5 separate regions of the Mus musculus genome follow, and all the other regions are linked to region 1. The links are chromatin contacts, called in public HiChIP or PLAC-seq, Micro-C and promoter capture Hi-C maps. All regions are on one chromosome and are shown on one strand. Each heading gives the region's core, a stretch centred on a gene start, on an enhancer-like site or on the middle of the called end of the contact. The rest is flanking DNA. Distances are from core to core; before and after follow the strand shown. Region 1 overlaps Tsc22d1 (TSC22 domain family, member 1). Region 2 has its middle 45 kb from the start of Gm30365. Region 3 has its middle 27 kb from the start of Gpalpp1. Region 4 overlaps Gm30246 (a long non-coding RNA gene). Region 5 has its middle 16 kb from the start of Gm41214.

Region 1 (2,886 bases), core at 247-2,746:
CAGCACGCAGGCTGGAGGAGAGACCCAGAACAAAGAAAGGACACACTTTTTATAACTCTGTAAGGGCCAGATATAGGCACCAGTTTAGTCTGGCTTATTTTAATTGGTGTAGCCAATAACCTTTTTAGATACTGGTTGGTTTGTGGAGGGTGACTCTCATTTTGTCTGTCCTTGAGGTTTTTAGTATGAGGCGGGACAAAGGAATTGTTAATCTTGTTTTGGAAGCTTAGTAATTTTGACCGTTAAAACTATGTTTCTATATTTGTTTAGTCAGCCAGCTTTTTTATCTGACTCTGTACTTGGCCTGCTAGTACAGTTTGGAAAGTCCTTTTGAAGGGGGAAGGTACTGGGTAGTCTTGAATTTATTTTGGATATTACAATTTCATATATATGAGTACACTGTAGCTGTATAAATGGTTGTGATCCTTCATATGGCTGTTGGGAATTGAAATTTTAGGTCAACCCCACTTGCTCTGGTTGCTATGGCCCAAAGACTTATTATTTATTATTATACATAAGTACACTGTAGCTGTCTTCAGACACACCAGAAGAGGGTGTCAGATCTTATTGTGGGTGGTTGTGAGCCACCATGTAGTTGCTGAGATTTGAACTCAGGATCTTCAGAAGAGCAGTCAGTGCTCTTACCCACTGAGCCATCTCGCCAGCCCTAGTTAGGAAATCTTAAGAGCTACTTTAAAAATACTTGGAGGACTGGATGGCGATGGTGACAAGAGGAGTCTTTTGCTTCAGTTGGCAGATAAATTACATGAGATTCTTTCTAAAGCCTAGCGTGACGGTACAAGGTCATGAGCAAGTCCAGCAGCTTGGAAGCAGGGGCAGGGGGATAGGGAGATGTGAACAGTTTGTTCTCCATAGAGTTCCCAACCAGCAAGTGCCATCCAGTGAGACCTTCCCTCCCTCTTTCCTCCTCCTCTCCCTCCCTCCCTTTCTCCCCTCCCCCCCTTTTTTTGTTAAAGGCAGGCTCTCTCACTGTCTAGCTCTCCTTGCTATGTAGACCAGGCTGGCCTCAAATTACAGAGCTCCACCTGCCTCTAAACCCCTAGCACTTTGACTAAAGGTGTGTGCTACCACACCCAGAGTAAGACTTTAGAAAGAAAGAAAGGAAGGAAGGAAGGGAGGGAGGGAGGGAGGGAGGGAGGGAGGGAGGGAGGGAGAGAGAGAGAGAGAGAGAGAGAGAGAGAGAGAGAGAGAGAGAGAGAAAGAGAAAGAGAAAGAGAAAGAGAAAGAGAGAAAAGAAATTGAGTTGAATAGCACAGTTAGCTCTTAACTTTGATACCAGAGCTTAAACCATTTTGAATTATTAATACCATACTCGGAGGGTAACTGTGGCTCCTCATGTTTTCGTTCTTAAGACCCGGTGCTTAGATGTTTGCTGTGTGTGTGTGGGTAAGAGGGAAAGAGACACAGATATACCATTGTATGCCATTGGTGCTGAGGGGCTGAGGGGCTGAAGGGCCGGACAGGAAGGTGGGGGGAGACTCTGACTCAGCATGAGGAATGCTGACTCATCCTGAGGAATGCTGGCTCACAACGGGAGAGAGAAGCCTTTCTCTGGAGATTTGGAGATAGTCAGTTTTCCAGTTTCCTTCAGATGGAATTGTAGAGCAGAAAAAAAAAGTAATGATCTCCCTGCTTCTCGCCTACAAGTTTTGTTTTGTTGTTTGTGAAGAACAAAACAGAACAAAGGAAAACACTTCGCCAAAAGATGGAATCCTTATCTGAAAAAAAAGACGTTTGGAACAGATTCTCCATTTTTGTCTCTGTAGCTTTTGTCCATCCTGTCCAGGTTTAATAACTAAATCCTTGGAAGCAGGAAGTACATTAGCACTGTTCTAAGAGTTTGTCAGTCCCTTAGGCCGTAGGATTATTTCCTCCCCAAGGTGGACACGCAGACTGTTATAGGAACCCGGAAAGGACCAGACCCAGGGCCATCGGAAGCTCTGTGGATCGCACTGAGCCACATTCACAAGGAGTTTCTGTAACCTGGCAGCCCATGTTCTCACAAGAGCCACGGCTAACCCTCAGCGTCAAAGGAGGCTGTGTTTCCCCAAAGGCTACTGCTTTCTGAAAAATCCATGACTGCAGCAGGTACTCGGAAAAAGTCAATGGTTTTTTCTGTCTTTTATTCGCTATTTTAGACCAGGCTCTTTTGTGGCAGTTTGTTATCAAGAAGTAATGAGTAGATTCTTCTGAGAGTTTGGACTCATTGCAGTCTAATTATGAAATAGTAAAGATTGTATAGGAATTCTCCTTCATAGGGTAAAATTGGTCCAGTGGTGCTGTTGGTGGGCAGTGGAGTTGCCGTGTTGTGTTCATTAAGCATAGGTGGTGGCTATTGTAACTAAGAGGGGATGAGACCCCAAGTTTATTCCACTATCTACGGGAGCAATTCTGCTCATGTCTAAAGAGAAACTTTAGTTTTGATTCCAAATGATTTCACTAAATAAAACATTAATAACAACCAGTTGAATGAATGCTAGTGGACCTCTCCACTAATATTTAATGTTTTAGAATGGATATGTTATCTTGATTACTGTTTTTTAATATCTAGTATATTTTAGTACATTTAGCTCGGAGGTTGTAATTCTGCATGTGTTCCACAAGGTGGCAGGCTTGTATGTTTGTAGGTTCCCTTTGGTTCCGTGCAGAGCAAGCTCGTGGTTATGCAGAAATCAAAGTTTTTCTGTTAAATGTTAACTGTTTTATATAGCAGAGCTTTACAGTTTAACTTTTATGATGGAATGCTCTCTGAGCCTCATCCCAGGCTTTCCTGGTGTCTTAAACGGTACAATGTAGTGTGGTTGTTATCAGGAAACCCTCTAGATAGCAGTGACTGCGTAGACTAAGGACTAAGATGGAGCAGTG
Region 2 (2,886 bases), core at 214-2,713, 400 kb after region 1:
CATATACACACACAAACACACATATACACACACACACATATACCCAGACATACACATATACACATAGAGACACACATGTATATAGACATACACATATACACACACAAACACATATGCACACACACACACAAACACACATACACACATATACATACACAGAGACACACACAGACACAGACATATACACACACATATATATACACACACATGTACACAGACACACACATACACACAGAGAGACACACATGTACATAGACACACACATATACACACACAGACACATATGCACACACATACACACAAACACACATACACACACATATACATACACAGAGACACACACAGAGAAATACACAGAGACACAGGAGTACACACATGTACATGCATATGCTGGACATAAACCTATAGGTAGTCTCTATGGTCAGACTCCCTCTGTGACTCTAATGGCCCCGCATCTCCTGTTGTCTCTGTTCATGGTCTTACCCGTAAGGATAGTAATTTTCTTAAATATCAACCACCATTTCCTTTCCCCACTTAAGAGCCTTAGGTATCTCTCATTGGCCCTCAAAACAAAACAAAAAATTCACTCTGGCCCCAGCCTTCCTCTCTTGTCTTCTCACAAGATAGCTAGAGAAAACTCCAGCTAGTCTGCATTGCAGCCTTCTAAACATACAAGATCATGCTTCCAAACTGTATCACATTGTCTCTTTCTCCCTCTCTCCCTCTCTCCCTCTCTCCCTCTCTCCCTCCCACCATGTTACTAATTCCCTCAAAGTCTAATCTCTCTTCTCTAGACAGCCTTGCTGGTATCCTTTAAGGAAGATGTCTCAAACCCCAGCTTATACACGTCTACCTGATCTCATCTGGCTCCTAGAGAAGAGGGACAAAGCCTTACTCAACCGTACTCTCTGTGTTTTTAGTAATGGCCTACAGATAGTGAATGCTTTTTAAACTATCTCAAGAGGGGCTGAAAAGAAGAAATGAAGAAGAAAAGTATATTCTAAGTGAATGTTCTAGTTCCTCCGTCCCTGGTTTGCTCCCTAAATCAACTTGTGCTTCATGGTAAGAATTCCAGGCTTCACCACGGCTGAAAGAGTCATGCAAGGAACACAGGAAGAGGGGACCAAAGGTCACCTTCTTTGGTATGATCTCCCCATGCCAGGGAGAGCTGGCTAGCAGGTGTGTTTGAAGCACTGGGCATAGTGATGTGCTGTGGCTGCCAGGCTCTGGCGTCTTTCCAACTGGGCAATCATGTGGAGCAAAGCAAGTGAATAGGGAACTTGGAAAGGTGACCTGATTCTCTGCCTCGGGCACTTGCAGTCTAGGTCTGAGTATGTTTTAATTAGACCTGGACACAGGAGCCCTCAGTCAGACACAACTGAAGTCCCCAGTGGACTGTTGTGGCCGCTGTTAAGATTTGTCTGAGCCTCTGGTTATCTTGAGAGCCTGACATCACACTGATCATTAAGCAAAGAGCCAAGGAGCAGCTGGACGTTACCATGGCAACCTGCTTGAGTTGCTGCTGGAGCTCGGGTAACAAGAGCATTTTATCATGGGTCATTAAGGGCGAAAGGCTTCATTTACATTATTTCCTGTAAAAATCCTATTATTTCAGGTGTTACACTCCATATCCCCTACATGGCTTTACTAGAAAAAGAAAGAAAGGAAAGGAAAAGAAAACCAGAGATGGGCATTCTTTGACGAAGCAACCGTGTAACAGGCTTTAGGTAAATGGAGCCACATAGTGTTCTGTAGATGAGAAAAGTATTTTGCCACAGGGGGATGGGGTAAAAAGGTGCCCAGTGTTCTCTGAAGGCAGAGAATGCTTGCTCTATAAAGTGAATCTGGTTTTTTTTATTATTTTTTTCACTGTTCATTCCCCTTGGCTGAGTCATACCTTTTGGCTGATACTGATAAGACCTCTCAGGCTCTTTAATCTGCTGAATAAGTGTGACAAGTCTGGCCCTCCTGCTAGCCTCCCCCCAGTGCTGTCTCAGGTATCTTTTCCCACAGCAGCCAAATGCAAGACGTAGTAGATTCTGTGAACATCTAGCACTAAAGCTCTGAGAGGCTGTGAGCATTTCTCTTGTAAATTCGTCCTTGCGGGTGAAGAAACCAGAAAAATCAACCCCAGCTCGTGTCGTAGCGATAACACCGACTTCTGGCCAGCATCCCATACCACATAGAATGGATAAATGTTCACTGCTAAGGATATTTAAGAAAGGTCATCCATGCACTCCTGGCTCCATCCACTGCCCACAATAAAGGGTATACATTCCACAAGAACAATACCTAAAGGCCAGATAATATGCCTGAACCTCCAAGCCCATGGGACCTAACAGGAGTTATTTTCATCCTTTCTGAATGTTCATAAGCCCCATTATGATTGACACATTTCATAGGTGTTCTGTTCCTCAGGGTGACAGCTAAGAACTAGAGATAATAAAGCCATGGCCTAATCCTTAAACTTCTGGAGTTAATTTAGTAGTATTTAGAGAATGTGAAATGATTCCATGTACAGAAAACCCATTGCCTGACACAGGGCAACAACGGCCATATCATTGAGTCAGTTCACAATTTCATGGCATTGGTACTTATCAATAGGGACAGATGACCCAAAGCAGAGCAATGGTCACCCAGTGGCGACTGTCTGTGCTTTGCTTAGAATGAAAACACCACAGAATTGCAGGAGTTGGCTCTGGGTCATGCAAATGAAAATCTGTCTTGGCCTTCTTGTCACCAGAACTGCTGGAATTCAATGTAGATTTTTGGGTCAAATCCTAGTCTTTCAATATATCATTATGGTGTCTTGGGTACAAAATGTGACCTTATTTGTCAGGGTTGAGGCAGTGGCAACCCTAATAGGAGACAGGAGAATTAAGGCAC
Region 3 (2,886 bases), core at 256-2,755, 390 kb before region 1:
ATTTAATCAAACTGCATCAGATACACGGATGACAATGTCAAAATGAAATCTGTCATTGTATATGATTAATGTACGGTAGACTAGTCTCATATAGACTAGTCTCATATGTAGTGTCTCTCCCAGTTTGTTAGTCTCCTGTCGGGCTCTTCCCCGTCTAGCCTGGAATCGCTATTCTTCTTCTGGCTCCCCAACCAGAATCTGTAGATTCTTGCCTTGGATTGGTTGCATCAGCAACAGACATCCTCTGTCATGGCATCTAAGCCATTCTAGGACCACTAACGTAGCTCTCTGCTTGTCTTTGTGCAGTTTTCTCTCTCTGGCCTTCGGTGCTTATCCTGAACCTTGAAGCCCCAGCTTATACTCTCCGCAAGTGCACTCTGATGCTTATCTAGGTAGAATGAAGGTTATCTGGTGTTTGTGGTTAAGATTCTGTAGATTAGAAAAAATAGACGTGTAAAATTTGAGCTCTCCCTCTCCTCCCCCCCCTTTTGTGTGTGTGTGTGTGTGTGTGTGTGTGTGTGTGTGCATGCGCCTGGGAACAACCTATAGGAATCATCTGCTCTCTCCTTCTACTGTGTGGGTTCCAGGGACTGAACTCAGGTTTTCAGGCTTGAAGACAAGCATCTGTACCCACTGAGTTTTCTCACCGGTGGGCCCTGGCTAATGTGTCTTTTTGAGAAGGATTAATCTATGCATTTGATGAGAGTTCCCCCAACAGTCCAGTTAACAGAATTTCTACTTATATATGTCAGGCATACTTCCCCTAACTTTGTGACTCTATATTCACAGACTTACCAAGGCTAGTAACCATTTTTGGCTCCTGGTTTCTAGTATCAGATGTTGTGTGTGTCAGAGCTAATGCTGGGTGCCTTCCTCCACTACCATGCCTTATTTTATGTGTAAGTGTCGGTGCCTGCATCATGAGCTGTCTGATTTTGGTGCTGGGAACCAAACCTAAATCCTCTGCTAAGCAATCTATCCAGCCCCAGGGTCTCTCACGGAGTTCTCAGCCTTCATAATCCTCTGGGACAGTAGTTCTCAGCCTTCACAATGCTGCACCCCTTTAATACAGTTCCTCGTGCTGTGATGACCACCAGCCATACAATTATTTCTTTGCTACTCCATAGTTGTGATTTTGCTACCGTTATAAACTGCAGTGCAAATTATCTAGCCTGCGTGACCCCCAGGTTGAGAACCACTGCTCTAGGTCTGCCAGTCTCCATCTGCTCCCGGGGGCAGGGTTACATACAGATTTGTATCTCTGTACTTCAAATTCAGGTTCAAATGTGTAACCCTCAAACACTTAACTCACAGAGCCAGCTTCCCTTGTCCCTCCTCCTATCCAGGCTGTCTTCTCTGCAACATTGCTGACTGCTGACCCTCAGCTCCACAGGCTGAACCCCCTGCATTGGCTCTTCCTTTCTAGCTGGTCTCTTTCACTCTTCAATGCCCACACACCAGCAACAGCATCCACTGAGATTCACTGTAGCCCTTTCTTCTCAGCTCATGCCCAGGCATGCCCTACGATCACAATCAGTACATGTACACACCTCTGGCATGTGCTCAACAGATAGCACTAGTTGGTTCTGCATATTGTCTGCCCCACTAGACTGGTGAGTTAAAGGTCATGTCTTATGTATTTTTGTATTCTCAGATCAGCACTTTACATATTGTATAGGCTCGATAAATACACGGCAACAGGAGCTGACTTAGTGTTCTTTCCTAGACATTTGTCTAGAGTGGAAACAGTTTCCGGGGGAGGCTTCAACAGGCCATTCTTTCCTTGTGTTTTTTCCTCTTCCTCTCAGTATGCTGCTAGATTTTTGGCTGTAGTTAATTACTGAGTTGGTTTAAATGACCCCAGAACCTTCTCCCAAATTCTAACAGAAACCCCAGAGCTCTGGAACAAGCACAGTTTGTGTCATTAACACTTAAATCACTGCGGTTACTGCCCACGTTGGAGATTGGTAGTTTGCTAGGAACATAAGCAAAATCCACTTTGGAACAGCTTCCTGTGCAAGAACAATCCCTCGCCTTCTTGGCTCTGAAAGCATACATTTACGAATGATCTAACTGCTGTGTCTGAGAGGCTGGAAGCACCATAGCAACTTATTTAATTGCGAATGATAATACAACTGTAAATTAAAAATGACCTCTACTCAAATCCACTGAAAAGCCATGCCTAACTACTCCATGCTAGGCTTTTGCCAACGGTAGGTTTCTCTTTTCCCTCCTCTAGATTTTGTTTGCCATGAATATACGCCATTGTTCTGAGAACCATGCCTTCCCTTCCTCTGAGGGATCCTATGGTTCAGAGTCAAGAAATACACACAGCACTGAGAGAACCCAAGGACACCCAGTCCAAGTCACCCTGACCCCTGATTGACAGCTAACTTCGGGTTGCTAACACTACATCCTGTCTTGGGCTTGAAGGAGTGAAGTCCAGCCTGTTTGCTACCCTGACTAACCTGTATCCAGGGCCGCTGTAGCCACTGCCCTTCTATGTAAGAGATGTGATTGATTTCGGGGTTGGGGCTTTCTGGCTGCTGACTGGGTTGGAGTTGGAAATCCTATTTTTTCATTATTTTCTTATTTGTGGAGGGGAAAGTCTAAATATATCCTTTTGAATTGCGGTGTGATTTATAAACGACAGCAGGCTGTGGTGAGCTAACTGCGATGGCCTTACTCTCCATCGTCCCTGTTTGTGGTAGATGGATGTACTTCTTGATGTTAGGGGTTTGAGGGCGGTGAACGAGGAGGGGACGAGCAGGCATTTTAGACACAGTCCATCTCCTGGACAGCACCAAACACCAGCCCCAAAGCTAATGTGCGCCCTGTGTGCCTGCCCCCTCCCACTGCTGTTCTACACAAAGATTCTGAGACATG
Region 4 (2,886 bases), core at 189-2,688, 310 kb after region 1:
CTTCTATGGTCTTCCTCTGCCCTCATAGTGAAGTCTTCTCTGGAGTGTCTCATATTCTTTAACCATACTTTTGAGGTGTTTAGGGCCCACCCAGGTCACTCCAAGTGATCGCTTTATCTAGAGATCCTTAATAGTCAAATGCTCAGAAATTCTACTGTATAAACCAACAGTCACAGGTTCTAGAGCTTTCCAAACGATTCCTTAGAGGGCATCACTCAGTCTACCATGACCCCTTATGAGGTGACAGACAATCCTGGTTTTCCAGGAATACCTTTCTTTTCTAGTTACAAAAGAGAAAGCAAAGGCAAACAACTATGGTTCCATTTACTAGGCTGCGAGAGGCAGAGGGAGGATTCAGCAACTTTCCTTGTTTTTTAGAGCATTTTGCAAAAAACCAATCTGGTTAATCAAGAATTATGTTGATGAGGACACTCGTGAGTTAAGATTTTCTACATAATTACATACCACCCCCCCCCCCATGAATCTACCTGTGGAGGGTGAAATGGGTATAATATAAGGCCTCCCCCTTGGCTAAGAGGAATATAAAATCTCTAGGTAGTGTGTTAGTCTACGTTTAGTTGCAATACCCAAATACCCGATGCCAGATCATTTGTAAAGAAGAAGGGTGTATTTAGCTCACAGTTCTGGAGTCCCAAGAGCATGGCAGCAGTCTCTGCTTGGCTATGGTGAGGTGCCCATTGTGTATGGCATCCTGATGGTGGGAACACGTGGCAAATGGGGGGCCAGACAGCAGGGAGGGGCTGGTCTGACTCACTACAACCACTCTCTCCAGAACTATCTGGAGTCTCAGGAGGCATTAATCCCTTCTGGTGGCAATGTCCCCAGGAATCTAATCTCCACCCTTATGACTCACCTCTTAAAGGTTCCATTATTCTCCAATATCACCGTACTGAGTCCCAGGATCCCAGTATATGAGCTGGCAAGGGACAAGCTATGTCAAATAATAGCGGATAGGAAACCGAATATTTCCTTAGAGAGAAAAGACAGCACAGTAAATCATTTGTCCAAGGGTGCCATAAAAGGTAATGAAGATGACAATTCTGGGGACCCTCCTGTCCATGGGGTAGGTAGACAGGAACAGCAACTCCCCAAGTGCTTTCAATAGGATGGACATGAGTGGCTGTGCTATCCTGGACCAGGGTCAGTGGAGTTGCCCGCTAACTAATAAAGATTTTAGTCCATGTTAACTAAAGCTATAGCTTTAGTTATTTCTCCTTTTAAAAAGACTTCACACAGAGATACGCCCATGTATCCGAGTCTCCGTTCTAATTCAGGATCAAGAAAATATAGTCCTGTGTTACCTTTGAAGTTTTCAGCCTTCATCTTGAGAAAAGTTTTTCCTTAGATCCTAGGTCCTCCCCAGACAGAGAAGGCAGTGTGACTAAGAGCCTGGTGACATCAAGCTGAGACGCAGCATGTCCCCTGTCCCGCACTCTGTGCTATGTCCTAATTCTCTTGCCTCTCTCATGTGCTCATGTGTGGCTAGGTAGGAAAGTGTGTTTGAGGACTGAATAGTGGACTTGGAAGGATGGCACAGTAGTTAAGAGAACTTCCTGCTCTTGTAGGGGACAGGGTTCAGTTCCCAGCACCCACACCTGGTGGCCCACAACTCCCTATAACTCTAGTTTTAGGGGACCTGACACCTTCCTCTTGCCTCCTCTCACACCTACATGTGTGTGGTGCACATAATCTCTCATAGGCACATAGGCATGCACAGGAATCAAACTCAGGGAGTCCTAGTCCTTGGGTTCCCAGATGGCACCCTATTGTTGGAGCTCCAGTAAGCAGGGAACCAGCAGTTCCCCAATGCTGCCTGAGTAGTTTGAAAGGACTAGAGAAATTCATTTCAGAAATGTGAAAGTATAAAACCTGTCTGTATTCTCGCCCAATTTTCTCGTATCTCTGTCTCCCTCACCTAAAGCTGCTCCCATCTCAGAACTAAAAATTATTCATTAACTGAGATCCGTGAAAGGCTCAGTATGAATAACCGAATATGGTAGAATTTTGGACGCTGTGACAGGAAACAGGAAGCTCAATGCGGGGGCTGTGGGGTCTGTCCTTAAGCTTTGGGGCACTTGCCCAATGACTCAGAGACCACACCTGCCCACTCAGCCTACCCACAAGGCCACTGCTGGGTATGACCAGCTCTGCCGGGCCCATGCCAGCCTGCACATACTTCTTCCTCGGCTGGCAGCTACAGGCCAAGGAGGGTATCTCAGAACCAATGTTTCCTGGCTGAAGGCCAATCTTGATCTAGTGCCTAGGAGGTGCAGAAAGGCAGGGACAAAACATAAAACAATCCAGCTTAGGGGCTGGAGGAATGGCTCAATGCTTAAGAGCCTTTCTTGCTTTGGCAGAGGACCTGGGGTCAGTTGCCAGCACCTATTTTAGCCTCAGGGATCACTTTCTTCTGGATTCTGAGTATGCACAGGTTCGAGTGTGTGCACTCCCACACATACACAGGATGAAAAAATAAAAACAGTGTCTTAAATGAGCCAGCATGAGCAGGTGTCACTCTGCGGATTCAGACTCCATCCCATCTCCTGTAAGGGAAGTATCCCTTTATTCCCATTCAATAACGAGTTATTGAGGGGCAAGTTGGCTCTGCAGGAAAAGGAGCTGGCCACCAAATCTGACAACATGAGTTCAATCCCCAGGATCCACATGGTAGAAGCAAACTCCTTCTGTCTGGCTTCCACATGTGGTTATGGCACACACACACACACACACACACACACACACACACACACAGGATTGCAGGCACACACAGAGGACACTACACACACACTCATAGACAACACTATGCACAGATTCATATATATACACACACACAATGAACTATAAAATGTAAAAACAATGAAAATA
Region 5 (2,886 bases), core at 266-2,765, 260 kb before region 1:
ACTCGCCCATCCTCATCCCGACAGTAAGGCAGCTAGCTGGACAGTTTATGAGATTACCCTGCTGGTACAAGTGCACGCCTTTAGATTTTGGGGAGGAGATTCCTGATTTTGGAGCTTTAAAAAAATACTAAAACCTTGTTTTAAACTGGAATTTCTTGTGGGGGGTGTGTTTTTTTGTTTTGTTTTGTTTTTGTTTTTTCGAGACAGGGTTTCTCTGTATAGTCCTGGCTGTCCTGGAACTCACTCTGTAGACCAGGCTGTCCCCAAACTCAGAAATCCACCTGCCTCTGACTCCCAAGTGCTGGGATTAAAGGCGTGCGCCATCACCACCCGGCTTTTTTTTTTTTTAAAGATTTATTTATTTTTATTTATCTGAGTACACTGTAGCTGTCTTCAGACACACCAGAAGAATATATCAGATCCCATTAGAGATGGTTGTGAGCCACCATGTGGTTGCTAGGAATTAAACTCAGGACCTCTGGAAGAGCAGTCAGTGCTCTTAATCGCTGAGCCATCTCTCCAGCTCACCAACAGCTTTTCATTCCATGCATGAGCCATGGACACAGGGGTAAACTTTGGATTCTTAGACATACAGTATCACTTCCTATCATGGAGTCTTTCAACACTCTTGGGATTTTCTTGCCTTATCTTAAGTGAGGAGTGGGACTGTGTGATCTTCTATACCCCAGACTCAAAATTTTTGGAGCACTCTCATGGTGGCCAGTAAGGGTCCAGTTCCCCGACCTCACTGGTGTATGGGGACCCTGGAAAGGTGGAGGTAGAAGGGTCAGAGAGTCACTTTATTCTATTTTTTTTTTATTTTGTTTTAGAAGAATTGGCTTAGTTTTTAGTCATGTGTTTACACATGTGCCTCCATGGGTTATGTGCACCTCATGTGTATAGCCACCCTCAGAAGCCAGAGGGCATCAGACTCCCTGGAAATGGAGTTGCAGGTCATTATGTGACTCCTCATGTCAGTGCTGGGAACCAAACTGGGTCTTCCACATTAGCAATAAATACTCTCAACTGATATGCCTGCCACCTCTCAAGCTCCCATTTCTTAATTTTAAAATATTATTATTATTATTGTTATTGTTATATTATCATTACTATTATTATTTTATAGTACGATGATTGAACCTTGGCTTGATGCAAGAGCTACAACCCCCAGAGTCTCACCATATTGCTCACCCTTTAATTTGCTCAGTGGTCCAGGCTGGCTTTGAACTTGAAACTCTCTTGTCTCAGCCTGCAGAGTAGCTGTAATTACAGGTTTAGGTCACCAAGCCTGATGCTAGGAGTGATTTGAGCTGCCAAAATGAGAGATCACCACAGAAGGATGAGTGAGGCTGAGCCAGCACACCACACTCAACACCCACAGGCTGATTGTAGACTCCTTCCAAATACTGACCACGCTTAGAAGGCATCCCCGAGTTTCATTTCTCTGTGGCTATAGAAACTGTGTTGTCTTGCTCACAATTACCTCCAGGGCTTAAAGGATACTCTAGCTCTGGATTTGCATAAATTTGCATAACCGATGAGCCATCTCTGAAGAGCCCACACACTGCATAGTGACTAGCATCTCTTCAACATTACCGCACATTGAGTTCCCAAGTCTGGGAGCTGAAGTCTCGTTTCCAATGAAGACCTCAGGCCTGATCATTGCTATGAAGTTTATCTCCAACACTGAATATCAGCTGTGTCCCAGCACCCACCTCAGAGAGAGCACTTAGGAAACACTCTCTGGTTTGCTTGCCATTGTTGGTCCTGTAACGTTTGACCTCCTCTTATGGTCATTAGCTAGAGAATATTTCTTTGTGAAAGGAGGGAGGCTTACCTAAAAATAAATGAGTTTAAAAACCTTTTATCTTAAAACTTGTCTGAATTGTAAAATAAATCATTCTGGAGATTTCTTGAATTTCTTGGCCCCGAGAGCTTCTATATTTGACTGTCCTGGAACTCGGTGTTCTTTGCCTGTGACTCCGTGTCCATTTGTCCCTGGCTTTGGCATTTCAGAGGACTCCGTGGTCTTGTTTTCCAGATCTGAGTTTAATTGGGGAGTTAATTGTCTGAGCAAGAACACGTAAGCCCAGTTGAATTTGGGGGCGAAGCCTGTGGTCTCCGTTCCACTTCAACAGACAAGAAAGCTTTTGTGAGTCTTTGTTGATTATATTTTAACATAAGCAGATGTTGTGTATAGCAGAGAGAGCAAGCCAGGGAGAGCAGCCTGTAACCAGATCGTGTTGAGCTGAGATAAATACACAAGATCTTTTATCTCTTTGTAATAACTTGGCCTTGGAGGACCTGGGGCCCGAGCTGTGAGCTGCTCATTTGAACTGCAAGCAGTCCTTTGAGCTACCAAACAAAACAGGAAGGGCTGAGGGTCCATTCTCTTGCCCTTGGCCCCCAAACAGTTTCTGATTAGCATGTGCTTCTTAGATTGAATGCATAAGCACCTTGAATAATTTATTCTTCTCATTCCTGAAATTCTTTAGTGCGATATTTTCAAAAGTTTCTTTCTTTTCATTCCACATGACCCAGACTACTGGGCTGCTCTCCCTAATTCATTGTTTCCAAGGCAACCAAAAGGAAGGATCTATTCAAGTCCAGCTACAATAACCTTAATGGAAATTCGTGACATCACTTAACATGGGATTTCCATGTCTGGACTTCTGAAGACTGTCTCCCCAAGGTCACCTTTCTAAGTCACAAACAGCTCACACATATTTTGCTGTACACAGGCTGTCTGCACCACATCCTAGTGAGTGCCTAGGCTAGTGTCTCAACTTCAGCACCACCAGCTTTGAGCCCAAACATCCTCTGATGTAGGGCTGCCCTAGGCATTATGAGGGAGGTATGGAACAGCAGCAACCTTGACATCCTCCA

The links. A called contact is a pair of places that touch in the nucleus more often than the background predicts. HiChIP or PLAC-seq counts read pairs in DNA pulled down with a chosen protein or histone mark. Capture Hi-C pulls out chosen DNA fragments and counts their contacts.
Region 2: a Micro-C map of the HL-1 cell line shows a contact between it and region 1, with 4 times the contacts expected there. The contact joins two enhancer-like sites. A contact is called at or near these places in 2 of 39 promoter capture datasets (embryonic stem cells and liver), 4 of 15 datasets of contacts at CTCF or cohesin (embryonic stem cells, large pre-B cells, pro-B cells and 1 more), 73 of 484 Hi-C or Micro-C datasets (the 63-12 cell line, the AML12 cell line, the AtT-20 cell line and 37 more), 9 of 115 datasets of contacts at active chromatin or transcription factors (the NIH/3T3 cell line, embryonic basal ganglia, embryonic stem cells and 3 more) and 4 of 9 other capture datasets (adipose tissue, embryonic stem cells, liver and 1 more).
Region 3: a contact with region 1 is called in an H3K27ac HiChIP or PLAC-seq map of embryonic stem cells, with 6 times the contacts expected there. The contact joins two enhancer-like sites. A contact is called at or near these places in 1 of 15 datasets of contacts at CTCF or cohesin (embryonic stem cells), 6 of 484 Hi-C or Micro-C datasets (the N1E-115 cell line, bone marrow-derived macrophages and embryonic stem cells), 4 of 115 datasets of contacts at active chromatin or transcription factors (all in embryonic stem cells) and 2 of 9 other capture datasets (embryonic stem cells and macrophages).
Region 4: an H3K27ac HiChIP or PLAC-seq map of a colorectal cancer cell line shows a contact between it and region 1, with 4 times the contacts expected there. The contact joins two enhancer-like sites. A contact is called at or near these places in 1 of 39 promoter capture datasets (embryonic stem cells), 4 of 484 Hi-C or Micro-C datasets (bone marrow-derived macrophages, cumulus cells, liver and 1 more), 9 of 115 datasets of contacts at active chromatin or transcription factors (the NIH/3T3 cell line, a colorectal cancer cell line, embryonic stem cells and 3 more) and 2 of 9 other capture datasets (adipose tissue and pancreatic islet).
Region 5: a contact with region 1 is called in a promoter capture Hi-C map of adipose tissue. The contact joins two enhancer-like sites. A contact is called at or near these places in 1 of 15 datasets of contacts at CTCF or cohesin (embryonic stem cells), 3 of 484 Hi-C or Micro-C datasets (bone marrow-derived macrophages, embryonic stem cells and psoas muscle), 2 of 115 datasets of contacts at active chromatin or transcription factors (embryonic stem cells and regulatory T cells) and 4 of 9 other capture datasets (adipose tissue, embryonic stem cells, liver and 1 more).

What each region holds. Positions count from the first base shown.
Region 1 is chr14:76,477,320-76,480,205 of GRCm38.p6, forward strand. The region is part of intron 1 of Tsc22d1 (TSC22 domain family, member 1); the gene reads left to right. Among named protein-coding and RNA genes, the nearest start is that of 4930444M15Rik, 42 kb to the right of the region's middle. Within about 2 kb of position 1,497, at least 96 of the 459 cell types and tissues checked have an H3K27ac peak or open chromatin away from gene starts, as enhancers often do. A contact at or near this core is called in the AML12 cell line, the C2C12 cell line, the HL-1 cell line and 11 more, where this site is marked.
Region 2 is chr14:76,881,613-76,884,498 of GRCm38.p6, forward strand. No RefSeq gene overlaps it. Among named protein-coding and RNA genes, the nearest start is that of Gm30365, 45 kb to the left of the region's middle. Within about 2 kb of position 1,464, at least 137 of the 459 cell types and tissues checked have an H3K27ac peak or open chromatin away from gene starts, as enhancers often do. A contact at or near this core is called in the AML12 cell line, the C2C12 cell line, the HL-1 cell line and 6 more, where this site is marked.
Region 3 is chr14:76,082,851-76,085,736 of GRCm38.p6, forward strand. No RefSeq gene overlaps it. Among named protein-coding and RNA genes, the nearest start is that of Gpalpp1, 27 kb to the right of the region's middle. Within about 2 kb of position 1,506, at least 36 of the 459 cell types and tissues checked have an H3K27ac peak or open chromatin away from gene starts, as enhancers often do. A contact at or near this core is called in embryonic stem cells, where this site is marked.
Region 4 is chr14:76,785,638-76,788,523 of GRCm38.p6, forward strand. The region is part of intron 1 of Gm30246 (a long non-coding RNA gene); the gene reads left to right. Among named protein-coding and RNA genes, the nearest start is that of Gm30246, 6.4 kb to the left of the region's middle. Within about 2 kb of position 1,439, at least 90 of the 459 cell types and tissues checked have an H3K27ac peak or open chromatin away from gene starts, as enhancers often do. A contact at or near this core is called in the NIH/3T3 cell line, adipose tissue, bone marrow-derived macrophages and 3 more, where this site is marked.
Region 5 is chr14:76,219,671-76,222,556 of GRCm38.p6, forward strand. No RefSeq gene overlaps it. Among named protein-coding and RNA genes, the nearest start is that of Gm41214, 16 kb to the left of the region's middle. Within about 2 kb of position 1,516, at least 30 of the 459 cell types and tissues checked have an H3K27ac peak or open chromatin away from gene starts, as enhancers often do. A contact at or near this core is called in adipose tissue, where this site is marked.